2 separate regions of the Rattus norvegicus genome follow, and region 1 is linked to region 2. The links are chromatin contacts, called in public Hi-C maps. All regions are on one chromosome and are shown on one strand. The core of a region is the stretch at or near the end of the contact, and the rest is flanking DNA. Distances in the headings are between cores, read along the strand shown.

Region 1 (2,700 bases), core at 13-2,512, 320 kb after region 2:
CACCACAGAGTTCTGTCCAGTCATACAAGAGGAAGAAATTATGATTTGTTTACCCTGATTTAAAAATCAATTTAAAAATTCTAACATTAGGAGCTGTCAGGATTGTTCAGTGGTTAAAACACTGACGTCACAGGCCTGATGACAGAACCCACAGAAAGGTAGGAGGAGGGAACAGACTTCACACAGTTGGCCTCCAAGGCCCACGCTTGTGCCGCTGCACCTAAGCCTACACATGCACACAGCAACAATATGCATAATTTTTAATTTTAATAATCTAGCCATAACAAGAACCCTAGAGAAAGGTGTTTATTAAATATACTTTGATTCATTCGCCACACCACACTTAGCCTTTTATTTTACATTGCTGCTTTTCCTGATCTTGAATTTTCAGATGCATTCTTCAAAGAGCTCTGTGTGTTTCCAGCATGAAGATACAGTGATTATCATTTGTTTGACTCTTGTATCGGTGCAGTGTGTGTGTGTGTGTGTGTGTGTGTGTGTGTGTGTGTGTGTGTGTAGTAATTGAGGTCAGAATCTTTGGGTTATAATTCTTTTCCAAGACTGAACACATCACCACGTGGACTCTTGATGCTTTATACTATAAAGAGCCTACCAATGTGTTTTTAATACATAAGTTATGTTAAAATATTATTTATACCTGAAGGATGTATCTTCATTCTTGAATTTAAAATTAAAAAATTTTGTTTAAAAAAAAAAGATGAGAAATTTCAGGCCCCGCTCCAAAAGTTTTGATTGAACTCAAATGTCAAAATTGTGCCCTGGTGACAACCACTTGGAAAAGAGCCCATACAAAGCCAGTGACAGTACAGTGAAGTGATAGCCACCCTTAAAGAATGGATACAAGTTATGAGCCACTTTACCTCTGAATACACTAAAATCCCCTTGGTCCTGAGCTGTTTGTTTTTTGTTGTCTTTGCACCACAGCCAAAGACAACACTGTACCAGTTAGAAACTCAGCATACATGGGTGGGTCCTGGAGTTCTGTGGATGGGAACCTTCAACTTGAGCCCTTGGCATCAAAGCACATAAATACCTTTTGAGCCCCACCCGTCATCCCTACCTGAGGTACTCACTCTCAGTATGATTGACAGCTCCAATTTTCACGTTCACACCTACTTCTGCAGAGTCTAATGGATGAGTTAGTCTTAAATGCCCCAGGGCTTCTTTGAGAAGGCCATCAGTACACTGTGCCAAGCAAAGCTTACAACATCCCAGAGGAGTCTGACACTGACAGGTCCCAGGGTTGAGAAACCCTGATTGTGAAACAGAGGTAGAGTTTTGATACTGTATTTATTTTTGTATTGGTACTATATTTATTGCTGTAAGCAAAGATATGGTGATACTACAATATTGCTTCATGGAGGACATGTCCTCAGCAACTGCAAACACAAAAGAGAAAGCACCAGAGACACCTGCTAGAGTTTCTTTAAGTGTAAACAGATTTGATATCTTTACATTATAGAGAATGTACGTGTGGTACCGGGCACCGGTGTCATTCCTGGACAGCCTCGGCTCCTGGACCTCTATGAGTTCATTCGAGGAACCAATACTATTTTTCTAAAGGACCTCCATTTAACCAAAATACTTGGAGAGAGAGCTGGAGTCGGCTTTCAAGTTGTATGTTCAGCAAACAATGCTACCGTTTCACAGAGCTATTATCCTCTATCCCAATCTGCTCAACTCAGATATTTTTCCCCAGGAGCCTTCTTTCCATGATTCTAAGATACATCTAGAAAGGAACCAGTATTCTTCACTACTATGATATTACATCAACTTCCTGCCACTCCCTGCTTACTCTGTCTTCCTTGATGCGTTCTCTCTCTCTCTCTCACTCTCTCTCTCTCTCTCTCTCTCTGTGTGTGTCTGTCTCTTTCTCTCTGTCTCTGTCTCTCTCTCTCTGTTTCTGTCTCTCTCTCTCTTTCACGCACACACACACACACACACACACACACACACACACACACACACAAATGTCCTTTGTACTTATATTCTTTGAGCCAATGATGAGGAAGAAAATAGAAAGAAATATACAAATTGGATACTGGTCATTCTCCTTGGACCCAACTTAGAGAGGCCCAGCCTCAACCATAGATTGCCATTTTGTGAAGCCTAAAAAAAACTACCCTGAGAGCCAATACTAGACTGGTAGCCCTTCTGCCTTCCACACCCTGAACAGACATTGCCCAGTACTCTGTAGACAGAGGCACTACTCTTAGGAGCCTGACTTGTGCAGTTATTGTGCTCAGGAATGTTTCATTGCCACATAGTGAATGAACATCCCTGCACTCAGGACCACCCAGGCTCCCTCAAAGACAATCAGCTTTTGGGAAGATTGAGCATGATACCCAGTTCCTTTGGCTTATGACCCTGACAACTGTGTACTTGGTTCAGCCCACTCAAGTGCAGGCTCGGACCCTTCCTAACTTCTCCTCACATTGGACTTGTGCTCAGATTTCAACCAGATCCGCATGATAAGGGGCATGGGGTATAATTTTTTTCTAAATTGTCCTCTGAAGGCTGAAGATGAATGTGGCAGTGTCAGGGGTTGGAGCAGCCTAAGGATCCTGTTCTACCATCCTAGAGGGACTGTGAATGAGTATCCTGCTTAGAATGAGGAGGCTGGGGACTTGGAAGTCAGTAAGACCTGACTTTCCTTTTCTTATTTGAGTTGGCTTAATT
Region 2 (2,700 bases), core at 16-2,515:
AGCAGGAATGAGGCCAGCCCAAGTTATATCAATCCACATGTTACTTTCAAGGTTACACTCAGAATAATTCTGCGTTCAGTGGTGTTGTCCAGAGAGAATGCAGCCTTGGGTCTCCTCAAAGGAGACAAGAATAGCCTTTTCATCAACCACAGGACAAGGATGTTTCTGCAGTGCTTATGATAACATAAAAGATATTTATAGTCTAAATTTGCTTAAATGTTGTCAGGCCTACATATCCATGGGTTCAAATGATAGTGGATTAAAAGTACTCTAGAAAAATAATTACATCTATATTAAACACATGTTGGCATTTCTCCTTGGGTGTCTTTCTTACACCATATAGCAAGTCAGATGCCCAGCATTCACCTTGTATTAGGCACTGTAAGTCACCTAGAATTGATTTAAAGTATATAGGACAAGTGGGTTCTATGCAAATACTGTCCCATTGTATGCAAGGAACCCAAGTATCCTTGAAATCTTGGAATATTTGCTGTAATTCCATTCATAGTGTCCTGGGCAGATGAGCTGCTCCACTTTGCATCTTGGCATAAATCTTCTAGAATGATCTTTTTATTTAAGGAGTCCTTGTGTGTGTGTGTGTGTGTGTGTGTGTGTGTGTGTGTGTGAGAGAGAGAGAGAGAGAGAGAGAGAGAGGAAGAGAGAGAGAGAAAGAGAGAGAGAGAGAGATCAGAAACAGGCTTGACACTAAAATCTGGACTCTAGGAGACCATGGGGGTTCCTGGAACCAATTTTCTGTGTTTCCTGAAAAATGACCGTGTTTCCATCTTTTACGAGTCAGACTGATATTAGCTGTGAACATAGGGCCTTTGAAACAAACCCAAGTGTCTGTCCTAGTGCTCAGAGACTAGGCCTAAAGTGGATTCTGTGAAGCACTTACCCACTCTTTTGTTTTTAATCCCTCTCATTAGATCAGACTAATTGTGTAAGACTTGGAAGTCAGAGTGCAGAGGACTTGGGGACTTGAGGACAGTCCTTTAGTCAGAGCCTCCTGCCTCCAGACCCTTGGTACTTCCCCACCTGCGCTCCACACCTTAGGCACAGTGGGGAGAAAGATCTCTTTGTCCTCGTTCACTACACCTGTGCAGAACCAAGGGCGTTGTTTTGCTAGCAACTTTCGCCAGAGCTATGCGGTCAGGCTTGCATGTATCTTACTGTCAACTCCATTTCTCTGAAACCACGGCACAGTCCTCACTGGCATGAACTTTGTTGGTATGCCCGATAAGCCTGTGCGTAGGCGTCCTCCCAGAAGCGGTTCTGAGCTATGCAGGCCGTCAGTCTGGTTCTCTGTACAAGTCTGCAGGTAACCCTTGTCCTTCTGGAGTGTTCCCAAGAGCTTTTGTATATTTGGTAAAGCACAGTATTCGTTGCTCAATCTTTGTTGTTTATTTTTGGAGAGCTGTAGAATTAGTATTCTTTCCTCGGCCTGCCACACTGCATGTCCTCTACTCGGAGGCAACCTTCTCTCTTGAGATAAAATATTTGTTTAGTGTGGGACTTTTAGTCTCAACTTTCTGGAAACTATGTTTTCAGAGCTACTTCAGGCATCTAAACTCAGGTGTGGTGACAGCCTCTAAGCTTTGATGTGGCCACACTTTGGCTCGTGGCCAAATGAGACCCGGTTATTCTGGGCTTCTCTTGTCTCAGCCCTTGAAGGGAAGTAAAGCAAAACTTGATTTTCATCATTGATGGAGAATTATTGTGGCTGTGCACCCCAGGCTTAGGGAATCACCCTTTATCAAAGTTCCTGACTAATTGTCTACACTGGCCAGTGAAATGTCAGGAGACACAAACATCTCAATCACAGCCCAGCTCTCCCTGCCCACCTTTAAAATAGCAAACAGGCAGATGGGAGGCTCTCACGACCCATTTACTGACTTTGATTGGGGGAACTGATTGTTGTGAGTCTGGGTTTCACTGGTACAGAGCCAACGGTGCTGAGAGAAGGAACAAGGAATGAGGATTGGAGATGGGTGTGCCATAACAGGGGACCATAGTCCAGGGATGTCCTAAGCAGCAATCTGAAATTGGGAACTGCCTGATTTCCCACAGGAAAGGTGTATGAGAAACTGGCCTCTCATTGGCAAGGGTGTGTGCGGGAGGGTGTGAGAGAGTTTAATCTCTGGACTTCAACACTGAGACCTGTGCGAGTGCTCAGGGGTCCTGGGAGACACTGAGAGGTCTGGGTGAGCTACTGTCCTGACACTGCATGGCTGATCACAGAGGCTGGAGAGAAAATTGCTGAGTAGGGCATGAAGACTGCTAAGAAGTTTTGGGTCACACACGAGAGATACCAGAGACATCGGTTACTCACCAGGAGACTGGGTTAAAAGGTAAGCAAATGTATGTTTCGAGAGGATTTTCATAAGTGTTTACAGATTTGTTTGCCTTGATGGCAAGTATAGATAAGAAGGCAAGCTCCTGTCCTATCACAGTGCTGCTGACAGCACCCCTGGGGTATTCTCTAAAGTGGTACATTTCCAGCAGAGCCTGACTCACATTCTCCAGAAGCACATGGGGCGAGGGGGGGTTCACATACACAGTTGTGGGTTTTTTGTTTGTTTTTTTTCTTTTCTTTTTTTGGAGCTGGGGACCGAACCCAGGGCCTTGCGCTTGCTAGGCAAACGCTCTACCACTGAGCTAAATCCCCAACCCCCACAGTTGTGGTTTTAAGAGGCTAGT

Evidence for each region. Hi-C and Micro-C count contacts between places; a contact is called where the count stands out from the background.
Region 1: a contact with region 2 is called in a Hi-C map of hepatocytes, with 1.6 times the contacts expected there. The contact joins two enhancer-like sites. A contact is called at or near these places in 2 of 12 Hi-C or Micro-C datasets (hepatocytes and liver).

Annotation. Positions count from the first base shown.
Region 1 is chr17:33,455,224-33,457,923 of GRCr8, forward strand. The region is part of intron 1 of LOC103694077 (a long non-coding RNA gene); the gene reads right to left. Among named protein-coding and RNA genes, the nearest start is that of Exoc2, 260 kb to the right of the region's middle. Within about 2 kb of position 1,263, at least 1 of the 93 cell types and tissues checked has an H3K27ac peak or open chromatin away from gene starts, as enhancers often do. A contact at or near this core is called in hepatocytes, where this site is marked.
Region 2 is chr17:33,133,301-33,136,000 of GRCr8, forward strand. No RefSeq gene overlaps it. Among named protein-coding and RNA genes, the nearest start is that of Foxq1, 11 kb to the left of the region's middle. Within about 2 kb of position 1,266, at least 7 of the 93 cell types and tissues checked have an H3K27ac peak or open chromatin away from gene starts, as enhancers often do. A contact at or near this core is called in hepatocytes, where this site is marked.